Linked DNA regions of Mus musculus: region 1 is linked to region 2. The links are chromatin contacts, called in public HiChIP or PLAC-seq maps. All regions are on one chromosome and are shown on one strand. The core of a region is the stretch at or near the end of the contact, and the rest is flanking DNA. Distances in the headings are between cores, read along the strand shown. Region 1 holds the start of Il21r (interleukin 21 receptor). Region 2 holds the start of Il4ra (interleukin 4 receptor, alpha).

Evidence for each region. HiChIP or PLAC-seq counts read pairs in DNA pulled down with a chosen protein or histone mark.
Region 1: a BATF HiChIP or PLAC-seq map of CD8 T cells shows a contact between it and region 2, with 29 read pairs. The contact joins the promoter of Il21r here to the promoter of Il4ra in region 2. A contact is called at or near these places in 8 of 39 promoter capture datasets (the C10 cell line, the HPC-7 cell line, cranial neural crest and 5 more), 1 of 15 datasets of contacts at CTCF or cohesin (CD8 T cells), 13 of 484 Hi-C or Micro-C datasets (B cells, CD4 T cells, CD8 T cells and 6 more), 7 of 115 datasets of contacts at active chromatin or transcription factors (CD8 T cells, the HPC-7 cell line, bone marrow-derived macrophages and 3 more) and 3 of 9 other capture datasets (adipose tissue, liver and pancreatic islet).

Annotation. Positions count from the first base shown.
Region 1 is chr7:125,601,176-125,608,922 of GRCm38.p6, forward strand. It overlaps Il21r (interleukin 21 receptor), which reads left to right and starts at 2,254. Exons shown (of 9, transcript NM_021887.2): 1 at 2,254-2,677.
Region 2 is chr7:125,549,914-125,557,738 of GRCm38.p6, forward strand. It overlaps Il4ra (interleukin 4 receptor, alpha), which reads left to right and starts at 2,358. Exons shown (of 11, transcript NM_001008700.4): 1 at 2,358-2,415.

The sequences.
Region 1 (7,747 bases), core at 1,004-3,503, 51 kb after region 2:
GAAAAGGAAAGATCCAGACAGCCACAAAAAATGGGAGGCTTTCTCTTAAACCAGTCAGTCATGTGGGCTGCTCCCAAGCCTTTCCAAAAACACTGGTCAGAAAACACTGGTCAGGGCGAAGGCGGCCGGCGTGTACATCTGAGCCCATCACGACCATGGAGACAGCTCAAACAACTCTGGTCTGACCTCACTCCTCTTAGGTTCAAATATCAGCTCTAATGCCTCATAGCCCAGGAGCTAGTTTGCTCCCCTGAGCCTCAATCTCTTCATCTGTGAAATGGGAACAGGCTTGTCTGTCACTCAGGGTCTGTGGGCAAGTGCCATCGGAGCACCTGAGCAATGTGAGAAGGAGATGGCTCTGACTTCCTCTCTCTGGGGCTGCTGGGCAGGAGCTGCCTGGCTTTTGTCTTCTGGCTTCCAAAAGTCTATTTGTCACCCCTTTTCTGTACCTCTCACTTGCTTCAAGACAAAAACAAAAACAAAAACAAAACAAAAAAACAGTCTTAAGAGTTTCTTTTCTACTGCACGGGTCAGAGAGGACTGCTGTGCACACACCAGCTGCGCTGTGTTTCAGGAATGGGAGCACTCACTGACTCCATGCTTTCCTGGTTCCCAAGAGCAGCTGTGGATCCCTCTTAGCCCCTACCTTTTCTCCCAGGGCAGAGGACTCTGAGGCTGGCAAAGGGAAAGTCTCTCCCCTGGGTCCCCAGCTGGGAGATGTGTAAGCCCTGTAGAAGTCTTAGAAGGTTCGTGACAGGAAGGGCACTGAAGTCATGCCCTCTCCAGAAGTGGGAAGTGAGCAATTTGATGATCGGAGGAACTCATGGGACTGGCCGTCTCCTGTGCTGACCATGGATGAGGGCTTGCTGCTCATGTTATGCTTAAATTGTTGAAACATAGACAAAGCTTGCTTTTAGGTCTGTGGGAGTACCTTGAGAAGGTAAATGCTACAGCTGCAGGAGAACCTACGCACTGTCTCAAGAGTGGTCCTGGGCAGAGCACGGGATTGGACTAGTTCACTGCTCATCAATGGAGTCTTCAACAAGTTGTTTCGCCTCAAAGGTTGACTAAACATTGGCCTCACGGGTGCAGGCATGAGGTCTGAGTGACGGCTAGAGTGTCGGTTTGCACAGGATAGACATGATCTTATGAACCTGCTTGTGAGTTCTGAAGAGATGAGTCTCGGAGGCAGATTTTAAGGGATTCTAAAAGCTGCCCTAAACTATGGGGACCACCCTTGGACTGTCGAGGGAAGAGGCAGAGGCAGGAGGTCACCCATGGTTTGACAGGAATGGTGATAGCCTCAGCATGGTCAGAAAATGAATGGAAACCTCACTGTTTAGAATTAATTTGAACTTTCAATAATAAAGCCCTTTTTATGAGGAAGGAAGGAAGGAAGGAAGGAAGGAAGGAAGGAAGGAAGGAAGGAAGGAAGGGAGGGAGGGAGGAGAAAGGAAGGAAGAGAGAGAAAGAAGGGAGGAAAGAAAGAAAGAAAGAGAGAGAGAGAAAGAAAAAAAGAAAGAAAGAAAGAAAGACAGACAGACAGACAGACAGACAGAAAGAAAGAAAGAAAGAAAGAAAGAAAGAAAGAAAGAAAGAAAGAAAGAAAGAGTTTATTTTCTCTATTTGTTTGGATTTCTATCTGTGTGTGGCTGCCTTGCCCTCCTGGCTGGACAAGGGGCACAGCAAGGCTCTCAGGAGCAGCAGGGTTCTCTCCTCCAGGGTAGCAGCGCATGTCCTCCTTCCCACAATGCTGAGGCTGGGGACTGGGGAATGGATGGTCATGAGCAGTGCTTAAGGCAGAAAGTCTGAGTGTCTGGGTCATTCTGAATCAGGACCCTGGGGCAGGCAAGGGACAGACAAAATGGACCAGTTAGACACCTGTAAAAGAGCAGTCATGAGGTAGGCGTCCACCTTCAGTCTGTCCCATCTGTGCTGAGGGGCTCAGGGTAAATACCAAGGGCTTCAGGTGGGATGTGCTACTGTCACATCTCTGTCTCGGTTTCTACATCTTCAAGAAGTGGCAAGTCCCACTTCACTGCCTGCCTCTTGGGACACGACTGTGAGGCCTTTGGGATGATGTCATCTGTCTGCAAGATGTCAGACCCCAAATATCGTGTTAAGGGTGACCTTTGGGGAGCCGTGGGTGCCTGCTTGCAGGCATCTTAGTTTTTCTTGCCCCTTCTGGAGGATCTGGCTGGGTTGGGCGGGGCACTGTTTACCACATCCCCTCCCCACCCCTTGCCTGGCCTCAGATAGACACCGAAGCCTCCGCTGGTGGCCCTGTGTTTCAGTCGCACACAGCTGTCTGCCCACTTCTCCTGTGGTGTGCCTCACGGTCACTTGCTTGTCTGACCGCAAGTCTGCCCATCCCTGGGGCAGCCAACTGGCCTCAGCCCGTGCCCCAGGCGTGCCCTGTCTCTGTCTGGCTGCCCCAGCCCTACTGTCTTCCTCTGTGTAGGCTCTGCCCAGATGCCCGGCTGGTCCTCAGCCTCAGGACTATCTCAGCAGTGACTCCCCTGATTCTGGACTTGCACCTGACTGAACTCCTGCCCACCTCAAACCTTCACCTCCCACCACCACCACTCCGAGTCCCGCTGTGACTCCCACGCCCAGGAGACCACCCAAGTGCCCCAGCCTAAAGAATGGCTTTCTGAGAAAGACCCTGAAGGAGTAGGTAAGTAGACTCTAGTTCTTGTTCTCCCTGAGTCTGGGGGCCTTTTTTCTGTCTTTTGCATAACACTGTGGTGGGACACAGGCAAAGAACACTACGCAGTTAGTGTGGGCAGAGTCAGGGCTGGAGTTCCTTGTTCAACTGACTAAAAATGACTAGGAATGCCCTTGCTGAATGTTGGAGGGTTATGGAGGCAGGAGCATGGCTAGCATAATCCCTTGCCTATGCAAAACTGCCTGCAAGAAGTGGTGAGGAGAAAAAAAAAGAGAGACTCTGGATGGTAGACAGTCTGCCAGGCAGTGATAGGCAGTAGCCAGGGGCATTGGGAAGCTTCCAGGGGGCCGTTTTGTAGGGAGGAAATCAGGTACTACCGGCCAGTATAGTTTATTACTTTAACTCCATCTATCCTTCCAGGCAGGTGGGGTGCCTACTTCACAGAGAAGGAAATCTGACTCCACAGGGGAAGAGTGACATTCCTTATGGGTCTTGTCATGATATGGCAAGGTGGGCAGTCCAACCAGGTGTCACCACCCAAATCCAGGGCCTGGGTCAGATGATAAGAGGTAACACCTCTTCCATGAGAAGAGAGGGGAGCCCGGAGGTTGTTGGAAGTCTAGTCTAGAGAACAGAATAGGAGAAGGCGGCACATGGGTTAATAGCATAGGAAATAATGTCTGTGCTTAGGACGTGTCAAGAGGACCAGAGCAGGTCATAGATGCATTAGAGGGTCACGAGTAGTTCCTAAGAGAATGTCTGTGCTCTCTGAGGCAGTTAGAGCACATGGTAGCATTTCCGAGTCTAGCAGCGAACCAGGGCAAGCCTCTCTGCTTCTTTGAGCCTCCTGGGTCCTCACTTTCTCCATCTGTAAAATGGGGATCAAGGTGGCTCTATCTTTGTGAGGCTGTTTATGAGAACTCCAGGACATCAGAATGTCAAGATTGACTTCAGGGGCTCCTACACCCAGGTACCCTGCCCCATGGAGGAGAAGGGCTAACCACTGAGAGCCACCAAGAATACAGGGAAGGCTAGAACAGCCCTATCTGTCGTGAATTGTGAGAACTTGGGGACCTCCCAGAACCCTCAGAGTCCAGGTGAGGCCAATGGCCCCATGCAGCTCGGTGCATAGATGTCAATACTGGGTGGACCCTGTGGGGGACAAACCTGCCTTTTGGTTAAGAGTGATGAAGAGAGTCAGAACAGAAATTGGAACCCAGTCTATATGGCAGGATGCCGTCCCATAGGAAAACTCACAGCCTTGGAACATTGTCTAAGGACATTTCTCAGACAGCACTTAGCCACGTGATCCCCACAGTGGGGTGTTTTCTGCAGTAGCCCTGCCCTAGGGCCCGGTGTCCACTCTTCAGTGGACCTCAGAGAGAGAACGATAGAATCCCTGACTGGCAGGGGAGACAGAAAGGAGAGCATGTGGAAGATGGAAGAGAGACAGGCAGGCTACCTGCTGGGGAAGTGATTTCCTCACTTCTAGGGCCAAGCAGCATCAGATAGGCATAAGAAGATGGGGTGTGCTTTCTCCCAAAGCCAGGAGTGGGCTTTTGTGCATGGGGGCGAGGAGCAGCCATAGCCAGTCAGTGTCTTCAACTGGGGGAGGGTTGCAGGGACACACACATGGCTAGGCAGGGGTAGCAGCTGTCTTTTTGTTGTTGTTGTTGTTTTTTTTTAATTCTGGGTGTTGGGTTTGCTGCTGCTGACAGTTTGAGAGGGAGCTCTCTCCATGCAACCCAATCTGCCTCAAATCTGTGATTCTCCTGCCTCAGCCTCTTGAGGACTGGGATTACAGGCGTGTGCCACTGTCCCGCAATGGCTCTGATGGCAGCGCTGCATCCCTTGCAGATGAGGATGCAGAGATTCAGAGAGAAAAAGTGGTTTTCAGGGGCCACCCAGAGAGCCACTTAGAAGGGGAAGAGAAGGAGGCCCTGAGAGAGGTGGTCTCACCTTGGCAGTCTTTGCTTCAAAAACTGGTCTACAGCCCCAGAAACATGAAGGGGGGAGGGAGGAGCTGGGAGAGGCCCCACCCACAGCCTGCAGTTTGCAGGTGTCACCTCCCCTCCCCCACCAGCCTAGCCCGCGGGACCAAGGGACTTTTCTTGACAACTCAAACATGAGCGCTGAGTAAACCTGGAACTTCTGAACCAACCTGAGAATATTCCCTGGCTGGGGCCCCTTAAGGACATCTGTACCAAGACCTCGGCCTGCTGTCCCTAGGGTCCCCAGGGAGGATCAAAGCACTAGAACTGTCCCCAGGAGGAGGGGCAAGTGCAGGCATGTGGCCTGGCTGCCCCTCAAACCTCAACCTTCTTCATTGAGTGAGCAGCCATCGATGTGGCCCTGGGCCTCTCTGGGTCTCTGTTTCTTGATCTGCTAAGTAGGTCTGGTGTGATAACCAAGACTGGAGTCTCCCATTTTCTCCAGTGCTGATTAAAGGTTCATGCTTCAGATTAGGCCAGGGTGGGCTGATGAGAACAGGGTGGGGGGTGGGGGTGGTGTTGGGTTTTTGCTGCCTTGGCCCCAACTTTCTGCTGTAGCTTCAAACAGCCATTCTTCAAAACAGCCCTTGTTTGAGAGCCCTAGAGAGAGGCTGCACACTTAGGCAAGAATGTGAACATGCTAGAGTTTGCACAAGTGGGATGGGCTGTTCCTGTGGAGGTGTTCAGGAGAAAGAAGGTTCTGGCTCATGGAGACTGCATATACACAGATACTGGGACAGAACTTTCTTCATGTCTAGCCGTCATCCCACTAAACCATGAGTCTAATGTCCTCAGCTGTAACCCAAATCACCACAAGGCACCAGGAAGCACACAGCTGCAGTGTGCCTGCACCTACCACCCTGCTCTTTGCACACAGCAGCTGAGCAGATAGGTAGAGTTGAGCAGAAAGACACCCTTGACCAGCAAGAGTTAGAACATTCACCTTCTGTCCCAGGCCTGCTAGTCTCATTTATCCACTTAGACACTGCTCAGCTGAGAACCTGCAGTGTACTATCTCTGAGCATGCCCTCTCATGTCATTAATCTGAGGACAGTCCTTTCAAGCAGACCCTTGGAGCAGGGATTGCTCCAAGAGTGTGGGGAGGGTGCCCCCTGGGGATAGTGACAAAGCTGATGGGAAACCTGAGTCTCCAGGGACTGCTCAGTGGCTGGTTCCCTCATTCATTGGTCCCCTCATTAGCAATGCATTCTGTACCCATTGCAGTCACCAGGGATGCTACGGTGAACAAAGCTGGTGATTTATCAACCTAATGGGACCTAATATGCCCAATGATGGGTGAGAAAGACAAGATAGAGACCACAGAGTGGACCCACTTCAGATGAAATGGACAGTCTCTCTGGAAGGTGACACTGAAGTTGAACTCTGGGGAGAGTTTTGGCAGAACAACTGCGCATGTTAAGGTCCTGAGATAGGGAACATTGGAGCACTGATGGTCTTATCCTACAGTATCTGAATTTAAGAAACAAGAACCAAAGAGAGCCAGACTTAACTCTGAAGTGCACAGGATGCATGGATTCACCACCAAAGAAAGGGTCCTTGTCATTTAGTCATTTGTGCAATATGTGTCTGCAGCCTGCTGTATGGGAGGCAGTACTTACCACAGGGGGCTCAGCAGGAGCCGAGCCCCTGTGGTTCCTTCAGGGCTGTTGTTTAGAAGGTGAATGGAAACATCCGGAGCTATGTATGGGCTGTGGTGGAGGGACAGACCCCAAAGGAAGATGTGACTCACCCTCCTTGGAGAGATCAAAGACAGCCTTGACACTTGAACTTCAGTTTGAAGACCCAGTAGGAGGCTGACAGTCAGCTAAGGAGCACAGAAAGTTCCCATGGCTGAAAGACCAGGTGTGAGGGATGGAAGTCAGGTGAAGGCAAACTGTTCCACAAAGCCACTGTGAATGTCTGGTGTGTCTGGAGCCAGAGCAAGCAGGGAAGGAGCAAATGGGGATGGGCACTAGGCTTTTCTCAGCAAGTCGAGGTGGGACTGTTGGAATGATGTGGAGGGAGAGGGCTGGAGGATAAAGCCAGAGGTCAAAGCCCATGAAGAACATCAGCAGGTGGGACAGTTCACGCCTGGGGGACCTAGAAGCCCTCCCTTCTGGTTCCCCCTTGGGAAGTCCCTGAGCAGATACACTTCTCCTTCTGGTGACCTGCTGGCTCTTGTGCGAGGCTCTTGTGGGGAGTCCCTCTGTGCCTGCCTCATTTCTTGTCTGTCCCGTTAGGAGAGGGACATTTTACTTTCAAAAGCTCCACAGTCTTTCACTTTCAACCCTGTGGCTCCCACCTGGCCTATACTGAGGTGACCATAGCCTGGATGGATCAAGTAGATTCCACTCCTTGATCATTAGTGGGGGCAAGGTGGGAAAGCCAAGAATGCATGGTTGCCCAAGGAGATAGGTAGAATGTATCCTGTGAATACACTTGGATAGGTCTGGTTAGATCCACAAGGGGACGTTGCTCCTTGTCATAGAACCTTGAGGTAGAGGTGCTGGGACCCATGTGGCACATTTCAAAGAAGCCACATCAGTTCATGCCTCTACTCTGTGTAGAGAAACCCTAACAAGGACTTCCCTGCATTCAGAATTGTCTTTTCTGTCTTGTGTGTTGAACAGCGTGCTATGCACGTGTGGAGACCAGAGGTCACTCACTGCTGAGTGTCTTCCTCCATTACTCTCCATCTTGTTTGTGAGACAGGGTCTCTCACTGAACCGGGAGCTCACCATGGGGCCTGGGCTGGCAGCCACTCTATGCCTCCCAACACAGGGTTGCAATGCACAGTACCATTGCTGGCTCCTAGATGGATGCTGGGGACCTGAACTCTGGTCCTTGCACTTGTTTAGCAAGCACTGTACTCCATGAGCCATTTCATCTCTCCTCTTGATGGACAAAATTTCTTAATGAAATCCACTATATCCCTTTTTTCCCCTTTCATTCCTGAGTTAGAAGTATGTTCAGGAAGTGTGGCTGGCGACAAGGTCAGGAGAACATCATCTCACTTTTCTTCGGGATCATTTATTATTTTACTTTTTTTATAGTATGTCCTAAATTGATTTTTATTTTCTGACAGGAC
Region 2 (7,825 bases), core at 1,108-3,607:
CCCCCAAGCCTGGCAGAACACTGGGGAAGAGGATCTGGAAAGACCTTAAGAGCCGGAGGTTGGGTGCTGTGAAACGCTGTGTTCTGGACAGGACATGGCCGCTGCACTCAGGGATTACAGCAGGCATGGTTGAGCTTTACAGGGATGGACCCTTCATACATTCCACAGCAGAGGGAAGCAGAGGCCTGGGAGACCTGAGGGGCCATCGGCAGTTAAAGGCCACCAGAGGACACTTGTTGTGGATGACCTTGAACTTCATCTGCCTCCGTTTTCCCTCCATCTTCGATCCTGTACCGGTATTACATGAATGTGTCACCCCACTGAGATCATGTAGTGCTGGAGATTGGACTCCGGGTCTCACACACACTAGTCAGGAATTCTGGTAGTAGTCTGAACTACTTCCCCTCCCTCATCTTGGTTAAGACAGGGACATAGGCCTCACTGATTAGTTGGAGTTGGCTAGCTGGCAGGTCCCAGGGGTCTCTGCTTGCTCACTACTGGAGTTACAAGTATATGCTACTATGCCTGGCTTGTGTGGGGGATGTGTGTGTGTGTGTGTGTGTGTGTGTGTATGTGTGTGTGGTATATGAGCATGTCCGTGTATGCACTGGGTGTCCTGGTGTACCACTCTCCACCTTATTCCCTTGGGAAAGAGTATCTCACTGAGCTTGGGCTAGACTGGCAACGAGAAAGCCCCTGCAGTCCTCCTGTGTCCTTTTCCCAGAGTGCAGAATTACAGGCAAACCCAACTTTTTCCTCAGATGTTGGGGTCCAGGTTGGTGTAACAAGGGCTCTTATCTACTGTGTAGTCTTCCAAGCTCCACTCTCAGCTTTTTAACATGGGGACTGGGGTTCAAACTCGGGTCTACTGAGGGGACCCAACAGAGCTTTCCCCACAGCACTAATTATTCTATCACACTACATCTGTTTCAAAAATAGTCTACTCTTAAACACTGAGGTAAGCTCAAAGGCAGCTCCATCCGCTGTGCTGGAATGCGCTCCAAGCTTGGAAGGAGGCAAGCTCGGGAAGCCCTTAAACTGGAAGAAGAGCCTGGATTATCTGGGGCTCCCAGCCCACTCTTGGGCCAAACAGAGTGGTCACTTAGGAAGTCTGGGACTGTGGAGGGAATATAAGCTTCCTGCTATTGTCTGTCTTCTTGGCCAGTATCCTTGGCTCTGTCCTGACATCAACTTAGATACATAGAAAGGTTTTTTGAAAGAGGAGTGCTAAGAATTCCCATCATTGTGCCCCTGAACATTTTCAAATGCCTTCCCTGACCACATGTGTGCTGGCCTTCCTGCTGCTTTCCGGTCTGTCAGCACTGTCTAGATTCTGATTTCACAACCAGGCACGCAGGCTCCAGCCCAGCTGCTTTCTCGGCCTAGTTCTGCTGAGCTTCTCTGAGCACCTGAGCCAAGCAGGGCTGGTCCCAAGCACCATCACAGGCCAGCCTGTTTCTGTCACATATCGATGTATCTCACATAGTCCCCTCTCCCCTGGGCAAGGGTCATACAATCCAGTCACATGAAGACAAGTGGCCAGCCAGGAGGGATCAAAAGATGGCTTGCAGACTCAGAAGACAGCAAGATGTGGTGGCTTGTATCTGCAATCCTACTTGGGAGGCTGAGACAGGATTACTGTGACTTCAAGTTCAGACTGTGCTACAATATGACAGCCAAAGCTGTATAGCAAGATCCTGTCACAAGAAGCAAAAAACTAAGCCAACCCAATCCATAATGCTCAAAACAGGATGGCAAGCCCATGGGATGGCTTAGCTAGCAAAGGCAAGGCTGGTCACAGTTGCGCTGCTGTGGGCGAGAGAACAACTTCGTGATGTCAGTTCTTTCTTTTCACTTTTGCGTGGTTTCTAGGGATAGATCTTGCACTCTCAGGCTTGCGGGCCATCTCATCAACCCTTAAGCAAGTTTCCTAACAGATCCATGCCTCAGCTTCTTCATCTGAAAAGGGATAGTTGCGCATGACTCCCTCTTGGTAGTAGCAGCAAGGTTCCTGCCTGAACCTAGCAGGAGACACTCGCTCTTAATTGATGAGTTGTTTTGCTTTCTGGCACAGACGCTGAGTAAACATTGGGAAAATGAGCAACAGCCGCAAACACAAGCCAAGCTGGTCTGTAGGGAAAGGGCAAAGATTCGAGTCCCGCAGTCGTGGGACTTAAAAGCTGGAGCTCTGGACAGCTGCGGACGCGTGGGGTGGGGCATGCAAATAAGCCAGCGATCAGGCAAAGTCCGGAGGACTGCGGGTGAAAATGAGCTGGGTGAGGGGCGGGGCATGTAAATGACCGTGCACGGGGTGGGGCGTCGCATGTAAATAAGGGACACCAGGCGGCGTAGGAAGCGGGGCGAGGTCCTTCTCGCAGGAAAGCCCCGCGCGGCGCGTGGAGCCTGAACTCGCAGGTAGGAACGGGCGGTGGGGAAGCCTGGGGACCGGGCAGTGGTGGCTACAGAACCGATCTGGCCTGAAACCAGAGCCCGCGGAACCTGGGGTGGGCATGGGGCTGCTGGGCTCCTCGCTCAGCCAGGGTCGGCTGCCTTCGGGCGCGGGTCAAGCAAGTAGACAACTCACGCGCTAGAACTCAGGGAGCCTCGGCGGTCCGGTCCCCACAAAGACGTCCTAGGGATCTTTGTGTAGAAGCCCGGACTACCAGGCTCCTCCCAGGTTCCGGTTCAGTAACCCAGAAACCTGACTATTGTGGCAAACTGGACGTTGTATAAGCCAGCTAGTCTGTGATTCCGTCTGCCCCCAAGCCAGCACTCCTGGGTCCTGCCCTTCTCCAGCCCTTTGGGAGGTGTGAGGCTCAATGTGGCCTTCCTTCTACAGGTGGTCTTTTGAGAGTCTGGGGGCATTTGCTGGGACATTTGTCCCATCCTAAAGTCTTATGGGGAAACTGAGACTTGAGAATATGTTTGGCCAGAAGAGAGTAATGGGATTCCACAGTCCTGGTAAGGCCTCTAGGAATCAGCCAGGGAAGTCATGACCGCTTAAGGGGACATTGAGGCAGAGAGGGGAGGTGACCACTGTGTGTGTGTTCCCCAGCTCGTCTGTGCTCTGCTTGCTGTTTTAGGCTGTGCTCTCTGACTGAGGGATAGACACACAAGACAGGGAGTGTATTGGGCAAGCAGGGCACCTCTTCCTTGGGCAGTACAGCTCCTGAGTCAGTTTGGGGTGTGGGAGAACACTTTGGCAGGTCGAGAATCAGAGACAAGAGAAGGCATGCTGAACTGTGGGTACAGCATGGGCAAAAACTAGAAGGTGGGACGGCTCCGTGTGCCACCTCGCTGACATAAGAGGGGCTAGATATGTGGAAAGGGAGACAGCGCTGCAGGAGCCCCTGAATTCCTTGCTTTGAGGCTCAGGGAAGTCGTAGGAAGGATTCGTAGTCCTGGCCCTGCTCCTGGATCTTCAGGGTAAGGATGGGGAAACCCAAGTGAGTCGCCCAAATGATCACACACTGGTAATTGGGCAAGGTTGTGACCATCTGAGGGTTTGCAGTATTTGGGCTGTGCTGGGGTCTTAATACAGTGCCATCCCAGACTGGGGAGGGCCAGGTGGCCAGGGAGACTGTCCCTGAGGCAGGCACAATGACTGCCACAATCGGGGATGAAAGAAGAGAATGCTTGCATTCACCCACGCCACACCCTACTTTTCTGCCTTTGGGGGCTGGGGCTGGGACCTAGCTGGGGTACACACTCACACTTGGCATGTGTACAAAGGAGCTTGCCACGGTCCCCATGGCACAGGAGGCCCACATGGCAAGTGAGGCGTGGAGGTTGAAAGCCAGAGCTCCTGACCAAGCAAAGGCTTGATTTGTTCCTTGTGTGTTCCTTCATCAGAGACTGACAGAGGCAGGGGCACCACCGTGAGTGTGCCTGCCGTGACAGGACACTGTTGGGTATTCCTCGGGTTGAGCCTCTGAGACCAGCCTGGATGGAGACCAGCCTAGCTGTGTATGGCTGGATTCCCAGCTTCATGAGGCTTGCCTGGGTGGGCACAGACTCACAGTGACCCAGATTCAGACACCCAGCATGGATCAGAGTCCGTTGTTCCAGTTCTCAGAACCAGAGGCAGGGAATGGGGCTAGAACTGAAGATGGGAGGCAGGGGGGCAGATCTGCGTTCGGATCTGTTTGGATCTCAAGAAAAATCACTCCACATCCCCACACCTCCCGTTTGTCAGAGGTATCTGGGATGAAAATGTTCATGAAATGGCTTTTCTAAACCATTGCTCATGGACAGGCAAGGCAGTTGATTGTCTCCTCCCACTTAGGATGGCATTGCTTTGCCAAGCTGCCCCTAGCGCTTCTTGGCTCTGAGGGACGAGGAGTGCCAGGTGCTGTATCAGGCCAAAGATGAGGTGTTTGACAAAGTCCTTGTAGTTCAGACTCCCTGAGAGGAGAAGACTCTCACACCAGATTCACAGCCATGCTCCGCTGTCCCGAAGAGTAGACAGGGGTCATGCTGTAGACCACCCTTGCTGCTGACTGAAGGGTGATGCCAACCCAGATGGGTCATGAGTAGCATCCCGTACAGTGAGGTAAGATAGTGTGTCTAACCTTCTGGGGTCTCACAGGCACTACTGGTCAGCGACAGGACCAGGCAGGGGAGGAACAAAGGTCAGCAGGAGCCTCTTGGGGTGATGACACAGGGCTCCCCCCGCCCAGCCTGCGTTCAGTCTCTTGAGCACAGTCTTTCTAAGAAGCGCTGATGTCAAGCAGTTCTAAGTGCTGCCACCAGTGACTCACACTGCCGTTGGGGCCCACTGCCTCTTGGAGATGGCGAAGCTTAAAGTTGGGGGCCCAGCTGAGGGACTTCAGTTTCATGAGGTTCGTGGGAAGGTGGGGGGCTCTGGGACTGAGGCCCTCCAGTCCCCAGAAGTAGTTATAGAATGAAGGGCAATAATCATGTGTGTTGGGCGCCAACCAATAGGCCGGGGTCAAAACCCTGAGTGACACAGCAGTAAAGAGCCCCCCCTCCCCCTCAGGAAGTCCTGAGGAGGAGGTGACTCCAAGGACTTAGCCTTGGAGTTGAGACCCCAAGTAGAGAGAGCAGATACAAAGGCTCTGGGCAGAGAACAGGTTCCTTGTGTTTTACCCACATCAAGGAAACAGTGGGATTGGTTGGGACTGAGGGACCAGGGAGGGACAGGAGTAGAAGTCAGGGGTGGGGGTGGGGGCTGACACCTGTATTATCTTAGTTTGTTTAAGCCCTGGGAGGCAAGGGCTGTAAGACACTCAAGTTTTCTGGATGAAGTGACATAGAAGTTCAGTCACTTATTTAGGGTCACATGTCAAACCTCCCATCTTCACCACTGGTTATAAAGAATGAAATTCGGTCACAAGGTGAGCTACCACAAGGTCACCTCTTTACTTGACTGTGCTCTGCCCAGTAATCTTGGGAAAACTGCCAGGACTCCATGCAATCAGTTTGCAGGTTATTGTTAGGTGAACCCCTTCCTTGCAGTTTCAGAGAGTAAGGAAGGTCTGAAGGGAGGGGAGGAAGGTCACGTACATAAGGGCCCAAGCGTTGGTTGGGTTGAGCTCCTGTCCCCAAGGAAGAAAACAGACTAGTGTAGAGACCAGCCACGTGACACTCTGACACCACTCACCCACACGCTTCATTTCTGCCCAAGCTCCCCGACTGAAGAGGAGAGTTTAAAAGCACCAGAGTGTCTTGGTTGGATCCGGGAAGCATTGTTCACAGGTCCATTTTGGAGAACTTGGGCTGCCTGAGGTTTCCTGGAGTGGCCAGAGGGGTGTCTGCCTTTTTAAAAGAGGAAGTGAGGCCTTGGGAGGAGGAGAGCAAGGGCCACGGCTCTCAACCACAGAGCCCCAGTCTCTTGCCCAATTGCCTCTGGGAAAACAAGGTCCTACTGTGTGCTCACTCTGGGGATGATCTCTGAGACTGGCTTTCCAGGGACCTCAAGCTCCTGGCTTTAGTTCAGCCCCCTGGGAGGTACCGACTGTCCCTCCACTCTAGTCCTCGAGTTCAGGCTGTTCTGCTACAGTCATTCTAGGCGCTCCCTCTACCTTTGGCGGCTTCTGAGTTCAGTCTGTCTTCAGACTTGACTTGATTTGGGGTCCTGTTAGAACCGAGGGAGACTTTCGCCTCCTTGTATCATTCTGGAGTGCATCGTATCTCATGCCGTTCGTAGTCGTAGTTTGTGAGAGCAGTGGTTGAGCTGAAGCCTGCCGTCTCTCTCTTCAGTGTGTCTTCCCATCTGAAATGTCTAGGTTGAGGTTACAGTTGTTTTCAGTCGTTCTTGTTTTCCAGTGTACTTTTGGCTAACTAAGTCTGAGCTGGCCATCGATCTGTCACTGCCAGAGATGTGCTCATTTCTTGTGTCTGCTGCAGGAGCTTTTGGAAGTGGTGTGTGGTTTTGAAGGGTTTTGAGGTGGGTGGAATTTTCTGTTATCTCTGTTGCTGGATTCTAACTCTGGCTGTTCAGGCTGTTGTGGTAGGCACGTGTGGCTTCTGTCTCAGTGGTAGAAAATTTATTGCCCTTTCAAAAAGAGTTTAACAATTGGTTTGGTTTGGTCTTCCTGGATGTTTGTTCTGATGTATTTGAAGGATGTGTGTGTGTGTATGCAAACATGCATGTGCAAATCCACCTTGTATGCACAGTCAGGCTTATCCCCCAGAGTTTAGTCTCTCTACCTGGCCTGACTTGGGGATCCTCTGTCTCTGCTTTCCTGGTGTTGGGATTATAGGAGGGTTACTCCATCCACCCAGCCTTCACATGGGTCCTGGGGCCCAAACTTTAGTCCTCATGTTTGCATCTCAAGCACTTTAACTACCGAGCTATCTCAAGCACCAATGAAATATGCAGTTGAAGTTCACCACATATACCTGTAATCCTAGAACTTGGTAGGCTGAGGCAGGAGGGGCCTGAGTTCAAGGCCAATGTGGATGACGTAGCAAATAAGCCTGTGTTTTTAAAACGTGTGTTTTCTATTGAGAGCGAAGCCCTAGAAAACTCAGCTGTTGGTGTGAGCCCTCTAACTCACCAGCTGCTTTCTGTTTGTGTGGGCTCTGCCCCACCCCCACACAGACACCCCGACTCAACGCTCTCCTTTGGTGTCTCTGGGTCTTGTCCTAGATTTTGAAGCCGAGTAGTGAGACGCACAGCCAGCAGGCACAACAGACCTTGGCTGTCACCTCCCCTCCCTCTATGTGAATCCGCCTGAGTTCCTCCCTGTCACACTTGAACTGCCCTATTCTCTGCCAGTCACACTTGCTTTTCCCCTGGTGACTTCGTGTCAGTTTGCTTCCAGCAGACTAGCACTGCATTCTGCTCAGGAACCAGGATTCTGAGCATGTTGCTTTGCTGGTCATACAGTGGGCTACGGCTTGCCCTGCCTGCCTGTGGTAGGGATGTAGCTCTGTGGTAGAGCACTTATCTCCAGTGTGTGCTTATGGGCCTGGGTTGGGTCCCTAGCATGACAGGAAAGTAAATGCGATACTGAAGAAGTCAGGCATTGCAGGCATCATAGATGTGTCCCTCCTCAGGTGTAAGCTCCTTGGCTGGTATTGCAGGCAGTGAGGCTCACACAGGCCAAGGCCCGATAGTGGGAAAGCACCTGGCCGGGATGAATGTTATGAGATAGCATATGACTCCAGTCTGGCTGCCTCCTCCTGTGTGGATATGAGACATGGACCCTGAGGGACCTTCCGTGGAGAATTAGCACAGAACTAGCAAAGCTCATCGAGTGGGAGGGAAAGGGCTGGTGAAACTGTGGAAGGTAGACTGATGTGGGAGTGGACTCGCCCAGGGCGGTGGAGCAGCAGTGGTGAGGAGGTCTGAGCTGGG